2 separate regions of the Mus musculus genome follow, and region 2 is linked to region 1. The links are chromatin contacts, called in public Micro-C maps. All regions are on one chromosome and are shown on one strand. The core of a region is the stretch at or near the end of the contact, and the rest is flanking DNA. Distances in the headings are between cores, read along the strand shown. Region 1 holds the start of Nup210 (nucleoporin 210). Region 2 holds the start of Wnt7a (wingless-type MMTV integration site family, member 7A).

What was found. Hi-C and Micro-C count contacts between places; a contact is called where the count stands out from the background.
Region 2: a contact with region 1 is called in a Micro-C map of embryonic stem cells, with 4 times the contacts expected there. The contact joins the promoter of Wnt7a here to the promoter of Nup210 in region 1. A contact is called at or near these places in 1 of 39 promoter capture datasets (embryonic stem cells), 4 of 484 Hi-C or Micro-C datasets (all in embryonic stem cells) and 4 of 115 datasets of contacts at active chromatin or transcription factors (embryonic forebrain, embryonic stem cells and pancreatic cancer cells).

What each region holds. Positions count from the first base shown.
Region 1 is chr6:91,114,365-91,120,850 of GRCm38.p6, forward strand. Nup210 (nucleoporin 210) reads right to left here and starts at 2,462. Exons shown (of 40, transcript NM_018815.2): 1 at 2,254-2,462. The coding sequence starts at 2,420. Gm30364 (a long non-coding RNA gene) reads left to right here and starts at 2,857. Exons shown (of 4, transcript XR_003956467.1): 1 at 2,857-3,821.
Region 2 is chr6:91,407,272-91,413,757 of GRCm38.p6, forward strand. Wnt7a (wingless-type MMTV integration site family, member 7A) reads right to left here and starts at 4,082. Exons shown (of 4, transcript NM_009527.4): 1 at 3,768-4,082; 2 at 1,401-1,627. The coding sequence starts at 3,838. Gm30437 (a long non-coding RNA gene) reads left to right here and starts at 4,057. Exons shown (of 2, transcript XR_377869.4): 1 at 4,057-4,740; 2 at 4,835-5,445.

The DNA of each region.
Region 1 (6,486 bases), core at 1,212-3,711:
TTCAAGTTTTTTGTGGATATCATTTGTATATACAAGGATACCTTTTAAAGGAACCAATAAAATAATTTTCCATGCAAAGTAGCTTACGCTAAATCATAACTTGGTCTGCAGCAAAGCTGTCTGGGTTTAACTGGAAAGACAAATGAGCCTGGCAAGTTTGCCAAGGCTGTGGCCCCAGGTCCCACTGATGGATGATGGGCTGGAAGGCCTTCAGCACCATCACCATCACCACACTGTGAGTGAGCTGCCACCTCTTCCCTCTCTGCATTCCCTCAAACGCAGCAACACCGACCAGATGACCTCCCAGTTACTGGATGCTACAATTCAGGAACTAGGAAAGGTAACTTAAAGCTACAGGCTCAGACATGCAGTCACTTCAGAGAACCTGGAGCTCAGCACTGAATTCCAAGGATGAGCAACACCCCCAGGGCCTGGCAGGGGTTAAATTGTCTTTGTTTTTCATCTCAGAGACTTGAAGTACTCCTGGATAAAGAGGCCATCTCCTCCAGGGAGAGATGACTGCAGGTGTGAGTCTTAGCTATCTGCCAACTCTCAAAGCCTCCAGGATTCTCAAAACTAAAGCAACGAGTGACTGTATTCAGAATAACATTTCTGATCTATGCTTGACTGACAGACCAGCTTCCGGTTGAGTAAGGGGGAAACTGCAACCAAACACCTTCAAAGAAGACACTTTTCAACCACACCTTAGGATGAAAGCCACCAGACACTAAACAATCCAGAGGGTACTTGGCATGCGTCTGAGGTATCTGAGCTTTTGAATGTCTTTCCCAGTCCTCCTACTGAGAATATAAAAATCTGCCAAGACCCATCAGCAACTCTCAGGAAAGTGCAGTTAGAGAGGAAGTAAAGACAGAAAATGTTATTCTAGGAAGAAACATACAGAACTTCCTAGGAAGCAGCACACAAATACACGCCAGGAGATTGATTCCCTTGGAGCCAGCTGTTTTAAATAGTCAGCTTCCTCTCTCTGGCCCATCTATCAAGCAGACAACTTCAACAATGGAGTGAGCATGTATCCCTCCAGAGTATTAACAGCTGACCTCCTCACTCAAAACAAAGCCCCAGAGAAGAATAAACACTTCCCCTTGGGTAAAGCATTTACTCCAAACTGCAATGGAAAGACTCTGCCTCTTCATACTCCAGAGGCCAACCTAAAGACACTCCAGACTGACCTCAAAGCGGCACTACTGCCTCAGCCTCCCTAGTGAAGTAATTATAGAGGTACAGTGCCACCCCCTATGAGGCAGACTTTTAAAACAAATTAAATTTGAGAACTACATATAGCAGAATGTGGCTCTGAGCTCTGGGCATCATATAGAACATTAACACACACACACCTAGCTAGTTAAGCCTTAGCCTAGATCAGTGGTTCTCAACCTTCCTAATGCTGTAAGCCTTTACTACAATTCCTCTGTTGTTGAACTGTACTAAAACCATAAAATTATTTTGTTGTTACTTCATAACTGTAATGTTGCTACTGTTGGAATCATAATGTGAATATCTGACAGGAGGCCCCAAACTGGGTTTTAACCCACAGGTTGAGAACCAATGACCTAAACACATTCTTAAGGAGGCTGGCAGCAAAATGTAGCCTGAGAGAAGGAAGGGACTATGTCGCACTAGTGAGGGTGTGGGTCAAGGGTGTGACCTGATCACACCCTACTCAGCCTGCACCCAGCAACGAGAAGTTCTCCCTTCATCTGCCTAGCCAAAGGCTGGACCGCAACACCCTGCTGGAAGCCAGGTCATCAAGGCAGACCCTACTCCACCAGCATCTAATTCCTTTGCCTCCCACTTCTGAGCTGGAAAATGGTCCTTTCATCCAAGATTTAATGACTCTCCCTAAGTGGCTTAACGGGTGTGGTGTGTCTCCCACAGACTCCTTGCCCAGGTCTCTACAGACACTCTTCTCACACCAGTCAGGCGCCAGGGGTGAGTCCCACCTCCCCCGTCTCCCACAGACTCCAGAGCGTGGCTGCTCAAGCTGGAGCTCCTCAGGGCCCTGACAGCTGGGGACCGAGGCCACGTGCGGCGCTGCCCTCCATGGCCCGCGATCACAGCCTCCTCTTCCCGCGCAGCCCAGACGCGAGTGGCCCAGGCGCCATGCGCAGAGAGAGAGCGCGCGCGCCGCGGGGTCACGCGGGGCCGGCTGGAGCGAGCACGCCACGCACCTGCGGCCCAAGCCCCCTCCCGCGCGCACCTGCCGCCTCCCGCCGGGCCCGCGCGCCTCACCAGCGGTAGCAGCCCTCAGAAGCTTCCAGAGTGAAGTTCACGCGCGTGGCCCGCGTGAAGGGCAGCAGCACCTTGGGAATGTTAAGCTTGGCGGCCGCGGCGGGACCCACTACCTGCAGCAACAGCAGCGCCCAGAGCGCCGGCTGCACTAGTGAGGCCCGCGCCATCCTCCCGGCCTCGCTAGCGCCCGGGCGCGCGCTCCCGCGCCCTCCACCGGCGCGCGCTGGGTAGCAGGTGGCCGCGTGGGGCGGGGCGAGCGCAGTGATGGGCGGGACCGGCGGGAAAGCGGAGAGCACGCGCCTGGTGCTGAGCCCCTAGAGCGCGCCGAATCCTGCGAGCTTTTTCAGCCCCGGAGCCCGTAGCGCGTGGCCTAAGGCCTCTGCCGCGCGCCCGTCTCTGGTGGCAGCCTTCCAGCAGGCTCGCTCTTGTTCATTCCGCCTTGTCTGGAGCCTCTGGCGGTGGAGCCAGGACATAGCACTAAGACAGGCGCCCTAGGACAGTGTGGAGCGCTCACTGATTAACACCCCCCCCCCCGCCCCCTTTCCAAAGCCACACTTCCCCAGGGGCCAAGAAGGTCTTGAGATATTCCGGGATCAATCCATCAGCAGGACAACACTGGGAACTTCCTGTTAAACAGCCCCATGGATGCTCCAAGGGAAATATCCGAAAGGTTAGTGAGGGAACAACACGTCCCTGAAAGTAGACGGTGCAACCTGACTTCAGCTGCACTAGGACCTGGATCGACCAGCGGGATCTGGAAGAAAAGTGACAGGCTGATGTCATGCATAAACAAAGACTTGAAGCTGAATTTCAGGCCGGCTGGGGAAGCCTCCTGGAGGAGAAACTCTCTGGAATGGATACTAAGGTCTCGCTGGGTTTCTGAGAGGCCACCATTCCTAGTCTATGTAGTTTTTGTTTGTCAGTTTGACACCAACTAGTGTCTTCTGGGGAGAGCAGCCTTAATTGGGAAAATACCCCCATCAGATTGGCCTGTAGACCTGTTTATGGAGCATTTTCTTAACTGATGATTGATGAGGGAGGGCCCAGATCACTGTGGGCTGTGCCACCTCTGTAAAGGAGGTTCTGAAGTGTTAAGAGAGCAAGCTGAGCAAACCATACGGAACAAGCCAGTAAGTTGTCTTCCTCCGTGGCGCTGGCTTCAGGTCCTGCCCTGGTTGAGTGCCTGGCTTCCCTCAATGATCCAGTGTGGCTGGGATAAGGAAGCCGAATAAACCCTTTCCTTCCTAACTCGCTTTTGCCTTGGGACATTTGGATACAAGGAGGGACATTTGGAGGGCACCCTCAGGCCCTAAGGACCCTGGACCAGGAATGGGGGTGAGAGGAGCTACCCAGAAGAGGACAAGTCTTCCAGGCTGGGTACCACGTGCTACAGGAGGAGGGAAAGTTCCACCATCCTCTTCCAGGAAATAAAAGAAAAGCAACGCTCCTCCAGGGTGTCTGTGCAAACTCTTCCTGCGCGTTCTTGGTGATGCTTCATTGTTTTTAGTTTCCAGCGCTGGAGATCACACACCCGGCTTCACTCCTGAGCCTTTCATGCTTTTAACCAGGTACTAGGATCAGGTGGCTAAAATTAAAGAGGTTCGAAGGAATTCACAGTGACAGATCCATTCTTCATCCAGGACCTGCTATGGGCAGCCAGTGTCTTCCACATAGGATGCATTAGTAAGTTTGAGAGTGCCTGGATCCCATGGCAGGCAGGTAACCAAGATACATAAAACAGACCTGGTAGGACACAAGGAGACTGTAGTCTTTAGACCATTATGATCACAGGACCCTTTGGTTGCAGTTCTCTGGTTATCCAGACGTCAGTAACATATATATATATGTGTGTGTGTGTATGTGTATGTGTGTGTGTGTGTATATATATATGTGTGTGTGTGTGTGTGTGTGTGTGTGTGTGTATGTGTATATATATATATATATATATATACATACATTTATTTATTTGTTTCTTTCTGTTTATCCTCAGAGCCTGAGGGTGCCCTCCAAATGACCCTCCTTCCATCCAACTGTCCCATGACAAAGCAGCTTAGGAAGGCAAGGTTTATTTGGCTTACTTATTTCAACCACACTGGGTCATTGAAGGAAGCCAAATTGGGCACTCAAGCAGGGCAGTGCACACAGAGGTCAGAGGAGAACCTGTGGGAGCTGGTTCTCACTCTCCACTGCAGCAAGGGCTCTTACCCACTAAGCCATCTACCTGGCCTCAGTCATGGATATGTAAGAGAACATCAAGGCTGAAAATGATGATAACATGTTCTATAAAATACATTTATCCCAGAGAAATAAAAATTGATGTTCTCACAACCCTGTGGGTAAGATGATTCATGGGTTAAGCCTAAACTGGCTGCAGCCCAGAAGTCCTTTGATAGATGAGTTCACTGTGGCAGGCTCATAATATGAAATATTATTCAGCAATAAAAAAGAATGGGTTGTTGAATTTTCAGATGGAAAAATATTTAAGGTTACTGGGACTGGAGAGATAGGTTGGCAGTTAAGAGCACCTTTTACTCTTGCAGAGGATCCAGATTTAGTTCCCAGCACCCACAACTGTGAGTTCCAGTGCCAGGGAACCTAGCACTCTCTTCTGCCACAGTAAGTGTGTGAAGGTCAGAGAGCCACTTGCAAAGGCAAGTTTCTCCTGCCACTGTGAGGGTCCTGGGAGTGGTACTGATGATAACAGGCTTGGCAGCAAGCGCCAGTACCCACCGAGCCATCTTGCTGGCCTCTTCACATAGTATTCTTGAGATGATAAAGTACAGGAAGGTCTAATGGAGGGGTGATGATGGCCAGGGAGTAGGGTGGAGTGTGGCTGTCACAGGCAAAGAGACTGTTTTCAGGGTGTTGGGGATGTAAGTTGGCCTCACTTAGAACAGCCCTCTGGTTTCATAAGCTCTTACAGTTGGAGAAACAGGTAGGGTGCATGAGACTTCTCTACATGAATCCACAAAGAGAGGGAAGAGAGGGAGAGTTGTACTTTAATATAGGCTTGTGAATGCCTACCCATGATCCCAGGATTGTGGTTTCTAGTGTGGGCCACATATAAAGACCCTGTTATGCAAACAGTGAAGCCAGTGGACACACTTACTGACTGTGTTCCTTGTGTGACCAGGGCATTCTCCTTCCCAAGAACAATCAGTGGTTATCAGTAAATGTTTAAGAATTTATCTTTCACACTGTACACCTTCTCACCTTCTCAGAGTTTTGGTCATTTAATGGCAGGGTAAGAAATGATGTCTGGTGCCATGGGTAAAGAGCCTCGCCTCCTAGGTAGAGATCTCAGCCCCTCCCACTAGTCTTCTTTTCTGGGTGTTAATACTTCATTTGAGAAGGTCCCAGAAGGCATCTTGAGCAGTCTCTGTGGCCCCAGCATAGATCCCTGGGGACAGGAGAGAAACAGATTGTGTGAGGACACTTTGTCAACCTGATAAATAAACTAAGAAAATATTTCCTGCAACTTGTCATCCACTTTCTCTCAAACTTCTGTCATTTCTTTAACACCCTAAAAAAAAATTATTTATTTATTTATTTATTTTTTACAGTATCTGAGTACCACCTGCACTGTTACTTCCCATTTGTCTTTGGATCGAAGTGTTTACATCTATTTGTTTAAGAAGTGGGCTTTGCTGCTTCTCTAAATAGGAAACCAGGACCAGCTGCCAGAATAGAAGCAGCCTCAAAATAAAGGAAACAAAGGGATGCCATGATCTCCAGACAGTGATTCCTGGAGGAACTCAGAGCCAAGGCCCAATTCCGGCTGTCATGTGGAGGATGTCAAGCCAGGGTCAGGAGCCACAGTGCCAAGCTGGACCTTTGTCTAGGCCACTGAAGGGCTTGGGAGAACAAGTTTCACACAGCTAAATTTTCCTGCAGGGTGTTGTCATATTGGAGGGTACACAACACCTTTTTGTAACAATTCAGTAATTTTAAAATCATTTTATAGTGGAGTCACAACAGGTGACAAAATAGTCTGACAAGGCCTGGGGACCTTAAGCCTTATTGCTGTCTCATGCTGTGTCACCTGTCCCAACCCTGGGTCAATCTCACTCCCCCTGCATTGACTTCCCTGTTTTTAATACAGAGGATGAAGACAGTGGTGACTCCATCTGGATTTCACTGTGAACCTAACAGACAAGGACTCCTTCTGTGTAGAATATAACCACAACACTACTGCCATACCTAAAATATTAACAGCAATACATTGGTCATAAA
Region 2 (6,486 bases), core at 2,832-5,331, 290 kb after region 1:
GACAGGTAGTGCGGGGAAAGGGGTTCTGCAGGAGAGGACCACAGGGCCCAGTTCTATAGTCAGTACAGTCTAGTGACCAAAGCAGAGCTGTGGCAAGACTGTATGGAGGCAGGGAAGGATGCAGTCACTGTGAGCTGGCCAGAGCCCCTGCCCTCCTGGAGTAGGTAGAACACACTGAGATAATGTGAGAAGTTGGCCGAAGCAGATCCAAGGGAGCGGGCAGGGGAAGGCTCAAGAGCCTTGAGTGCACACAGACGTTTCGGACTGTGGTACCCATCTCTACAGAAGCACTGAGGCCCTTAAGAGAAGGCAGTGTTTAAAAGAGGATGAGGCTGGGTGGTCATGAAGACCCCAAGGTCTCAACAGCAGGTGGGCAATGGTTTCCTGCTGGCTGGAATAAGAGGCCCTTTAATGGATCTTTCCTAGAGTAACACTGTGACCTAGTTTCTACTTTAAAATTGTTCCTTCCTGCTGGGAGCAAGGAGGAGGTGGGCTAGCCTGGGAACCCAGATGACAGCAGGGAGGCTGGGGAATGTGGAGGATGCTGGAATGGACTGGGGATTTGGAGCATCCAAATACTGGTGCTAAGGCTGAGAAGAGCATTCAACGGGGCCTTTTCAGCAGAGCTGTGTTGATAAGCACAGCCCAGAGGGACCTGTATTGCCCTGTGCCTCAGGGAAGGTCACAGTGCAGAAGTGAGTCTGTTGACATCTTGGCCCCCAAGTCTGGACACCTACAAGGAAGAAAATGTCTCCACATTCTTTCCTACAGCCCAGGATCTCCTGAAGATCACTGACTTTCTCTACAACCATTCTATCACAAACATCATGACTGCCTTACAAGTTGAATGCACGTGTGTATGTGCTCAGACATACATACACATCTGCACATGCCAAGCCTCCCCCCAAGCAATGCTGTAGGAATCAGGTGGATTGTGTCATAGGACTGTGCATGCTGGACCACAGTAGGGAGTGTTGGGGACTATGGCAGAGAATAGGTCACTCATACCTTACCCTCGGGTGGTTGTATCTCAGCTCTAACCATCACAATGATTCCCTACGCACATTAAGTAACCAATAGATCTGCCTATTTCCCAAAAGAGGCTGCAACACCTTTGGGTAAAACACCCCACATTTAAATTCAGGTCTCATTTGAAAACATGTTAGATCAGCCAGCAAGATTTTAGGCCATTAGTTCGTGCCCGAGCTTTGCCTGTAACCAGCAAAGTGGCATGGCTTCCAGATGCAGTCCTGGACATCAGTCTAAGTCAACCATGCACAAGATACAGTCATCAAGGATACTAGAACTAGAGCAAGTGAAGGGATCACATAGAGCTCCCAAAGGGTACTGGCTCCTTATAGCTCCAAAGACCCTGTGCAGGGTGTCTGATGATCACATACCCACTTTGAGCTCCTTCCCGAAGACAGTACGCTCTCCCAGCGCTGAGCAGTTCCAACGGCCATTTCGGAACTGAAACTGACACTCGTCCAGGCCCATTTGGGAGCCTTCTCCTATGACGATGATGGCGTCCGGCCGGCTCTGGCAGATTGCCCGCTGTCTGGGAGCCAGGCCTGGGATCTTGTTACAGATGATGCTCGCACCCAGAGCTACCACCGAAGAGAAGCCACTGGAGGGGACACAGAGATAGGGGGTGAGACCTGGAGGAGGGCTCTGACTAGCAGGTGCTGGAGAGGGGGTGGTGTCCTCTCAGCTACTACAGAGGACCTCTCACAGAGCCACAGTCCAGATGAAGTCTGAGGTAGGGCAGGGCAGGATTTTGGCCACAAGTCTTCTAAACACCTAGCTGATGACCAGGAAATACCTGTCCCTGCAGAGAGCCATGATACCATGGGACCCGAATCTCAGAGAAGCAATTTTCTAGTGCCCAAGGGGGCAGGCCCCTTTTCCATCAAAGCCTTCCTTCACTTTCTAACCTGGAGCAGGTTCACAACCCCCCTTATGTATCTCAGAGCCTGCACTGCTTAAACAAGAGCTTCTGAGAGGCCGTCTGCACCTCAGAGGGTCGATAGGAAGCACATGTTGAGGTGCCATTTTTATCGCTTTTGGAACTTATGGTTCCCAGGGCTAGTACTGCAGTCATCTGAACAGCCCAGGTAAAATTAGAATACCACAAATATGTCACACATAGGTGACACAGGAGCCAGTCTTACCTACCAGACTGAGAAACCTCAAGGGACTTGGGGACCTTAACCCTCGGACCCAGCAGAGCGGTTCAAAGTCACTGAAACTCTTAACCGGGACCTCCCTCCAACTGCCCTGAGAGAAGGCCACGCCCCCTGACCTCCGCCTCCTCCCCTAGGGTAGCCCCTAGTGAGCCAATGAGGTGTCAGGTCCCGGAGAAATCAGGGAGTTTTACTTTCTGCCGCTTTCCCCTGCTCCAGTCTTTAGTGTCTCCGCCCCTCGTTTCTAATTAAAAAGAAGATAATACCTAACGCGGCCAGAGCCAATGAGCCCGACCTCGCTTCCTGGATGCTGGATGAGTGGATGAGCGCAGGGCGGTAGTGCGCGGGCCAAGATGAAGATTAAAGCAAGTGGGGGGGAAAAAAAAAGAAAAGAAAAGAAAAGCCATCCAGACGCGGGCGAATCAATAACACTTAAAACACACCCGCAGGCAGGCAGCGCGCGAGCCCAGAAGCCGCCTCTCGATCCGCGGTTGGGCTGGAGGCCGCCTAGTCCACTCAGAGCGCACTTGGTTTTGAAATCCCATTCCAGAGAGGTGGGGTTGGGGAAGTGGGAACCCTGAGGGTGGCGGCGGAGAAACACAAAGGGTCTGCCACACACGCCCCCTGGCCTTGGGTCCAGTTCTTCCCAAGGCAGCGACAGGAGGTTCACAGGTAGTAGGGGTGTATAGAGAGAGGCAGGTGTGAAGCCTCCCAAGGTAGCCCTTTGGCGCTAGGACCTCTGTCTATGATTAAAGCCCCCCACGTCCCCAAAACCGTGCTGCACACAAGTCACTTCCTAAGTACAAAGAGAGGCCGCGCAACGCAGCGCAAGAAGCCACCTGCTTCCACTTTCCAGTTAGAGTGTCTCCTGCCCCACCTCCTGACGCCTGGGTTCTTTGGCTCCCACCCCAGCGACCCCAGGGTCGGCTGTCTTGCTTTCTTTGGGTGGCGGCTAGAGAGCGTCTCTCCTTGGTGTCTCCGACTAGCCATTAACTATCTCTGGTCGTACTATTTGGTTCTGATTGTTAAATGTGCTGTCCTCCTAGCTTGGGAAGGGGGTCTGAGGGCCGCTGGAAATGAGGCGGTGCCAGAGCTCTGAAAGGTGGTTTATGCTTTTGCCAGGGAACACCCCCAGTCCTGGGCCCACGTTTGCTACATGAGTAGCCCTGTCTGCAAAAGGGCTGCGCTCACAATATCGCGCGTAGAATTCCTGCTGGGAATTGAGCTCTCTAGGGGTGGCTGTGGTCCTGCCGGATCTACTGTGCTTGTGGCTTGCGCGCAGGGGCGGGGGGTGGGGCGGTTCCTGGGGACCCCATAGAGCAGATATTCGCTTCCAGAAACACTTAACTGTCTGTTTCTGGAGGTATCCCTGACTCTGAGATCCTTGGGATGGCCGATCCCCTGCCCGAGTCTGTGGAATTGCGTGCGCCCCTGGGTTGTCCGCTCACGGGGAGCCTTTGTGCCCTCAGGGTTCCTGCACCTCCCACTGCCTCTCCTGAGCTAAGTTGGGCAGCGCGCCTCCCTCCCGGGCCCAGTCAACTTTGCCTCCGTCGCACGCGCGGAAAGAACGCGCGCGGTGCTTACCCGATCCGGAGGTAGACTATGCCCAGGCTGAGAAAGAGGTGGCCCAGGCAGCGCCGCGCTTTCCGGGTCATAGTCCCCGCTGGTGGCGGGTGCCACGGGCCGGGCTGTGCTGATCCCGCCAGCCGGGCCCGGCGGGGCAATCCACATAGCCTGCGCAGGGGGCGCGGGCCGAGGCTCCCTGGGCGGTCCGTCGGTGCGTCGGTCCGCGCTAGGCACTGGAGACTGTCCCAGAGCGCGGGAGCCGCGGAGCCAGAGGAGGGGAGAACAAGCGCAACAAGGGGCGCCGCTGCGCGCCAGCGATCGCGGCAAGTGTTTGAGGCGCGGGGACTGCGGGGCGCTGCTGCCTCCCGCCCCCGCCCCTCCCTCTCCGCCCTTCCCCCGCCCGCCTCCCGGAGCGCCCGCCCCGCGCCCAAGCGCCCGCGGGTCGAGGATGTCTGCCCCGAGCGCGCTCCCGCGGCGCTCCTCCGAGCTCGCGGCGGTGGGAGGCGGGGGCGTGGAGCGGAGTTGGGGGTGGAGGGCGGTGGAATCCTGCCTGCCTAGCATCCTTCGCTAACTCGCAGGTTGAGACCAGCAGGTGCCCAAGGGCCATCCTCTGGGTGTAGAGGATATAGGCTCATTTCAGAACCCTCACGCCTTGTTAGAGCTCTGTCACACGGGCCAGAAACAGGGAACTGGGGTGGAGACTCCTGCAGAACTACTACCCCACACATTCTCTCCTCACCCTCGTCTGTGCGAGGGGCTGATTGCACCTAAGGCGAGACGTGACAGGATCCTCCGGAATCTTGCTACCGGTGGAGACTTGGAATTGGACTGGAGCCCAATGACCAGTAGCAGAACCTGAGAACACGCGCAGGTGAAAGCTCAGAGCGCTCTCACGGCGACACCTGCTGGGTGCGGCAGGTGGTGCATTCTGGCCTTTTGTCTTTCTGATCAGAGACACGCAGCCCAAGTTTCAGTTGGAGAAACTGAGGAGGTGAAGTCAAACTCAAAGTCACTAACAGGTGAATAGCCAGATTGGAACAAGGTAGCCCCAACTCTAGTGACCCCTACTCTTCTCTCCACTCCAGGCCTGCTTAGCCTTCCAGACTGCAGTTCTTCATGCATACCTTCATGTACAGCCGCTGTTCACGCATGCGTCCACGGGCTACTGGCGCCAGCCATGCTGACAACCGTGGATTCAAGGAACACGGGAGACCTTGGTCTGGGTACAGCCTGGGGGGGGGGCGCTTTCAGAATATGGCCACTACATTGTTCAACCAATCTCCATTGCAAGGAGTTCTCTGTGCGCGCCTTCCTTGCCTCTGGGCAAGCCTGTGATAGCTTCCTCATTGACAGGTGCAGATGATGGTAAATGGATACGTACAGGAGCCCTGTCCAGTAAGCACATGCATAGCTTCAGATGGCACCGGCTGGTGAGAAGGTCACAGGACCGGGGACCGGGCAATGGGAAAGAGGGTTCTGTGCACTAAAATGTTTGTTTTAGCTCTGAGGAAGTGGCTGGGCTGTCCGCAGCAGATCACAGGATTTGGGCCCATTATGGTAGAAGCTAGGAGTGGGTGAAGGAGGAGCAAGGATGAAGAGAAAGAAAGCCAGTGATGTGGAGGGAAGAGAGGGGGACTGTATTCCTAGAAGAGTTTGGAGTCCAATGGAGACCCTGGAGAATAAAGCAGGTAACTCATTTGTGTGTGTGTGTATCTCTGGGTGTCCCATGGAGACACTGATGGGGGCTGGGAAGGGAATTGGACACTGGGGAGCCTGTTGGACTAGGGAGACTTCAACATGGGTTCAGGGACAGATGGGACATTTGTGCTGGAGAACTTTTATTGCCGTTTTGGCATGAATCTGACTGAAGTGGAGATAGCCTTGACCCACTGGTCCCCCAGCTTCCACCTCAGGGGTGCTGGGATTACAGACTGTGCACTCCCACCCTGCTTTATAGGATGTCAGGGATTGAACCTAGTTCTTTTCTAGTGCTAAACCAGTACTTTCCCAACTAAGCTATATCACCCCCCCCAAGCCTGGGGGTGCTTTCAGAACATGGCCACTACAATGTTCAGACGTTCTCCATTGCAAGTTCTCTGTGTCCTCCTGGCTCGCCTCTGAGTGGGCCTGTGATGGCTTCCTCAATAACAGGGAAGAGGTAATGGTGCAGGTGAATGGATGCATACAGGAGCCCTGACCCACCCTAATGACTGCTGTGCTGTGAGGAAACCAGGAATATGTACAGCCACTGCAGCCCACAGTCCTAATTGTGACCTTGACTGGTGGGATCCATTATGATTGCTACACAGGTCACTGAAGGCCCTCCAGATGCCACCAGCCATCCACTCAGTCTTCCTGGCTTCAGATTTGCCCAGGTGAGGCATTGTGGACAGTGTCTGGGTGTCCTCTTTACCCATAGCACATTCTCTTGTATTCCTCCTCTGTCTAGTCATCTGAGGTCTCCTCCAGAACATCTCTCTGGTGTGTCACTTCCAATATGCACCATTGTCATCTTAAAGCAGAGTCATGCACGTCATGGATGTTGGGACACACATGACCTGCAAGTCCTGTGGCAGCTGTGGTGACAGCAACAGCCCTGGCAAAGGCTGAGGGCATCTGCTGGGAAAGGGAAGGGGGGGGGGGGGGAGGAAGAACTGATTGGAAAACAAGCTGAGACAGAAGAGTGGGTGGGAAGAACCCAGTCTCCGCCCTTCTCCTGCAAGGAGTTCTCTGTGCC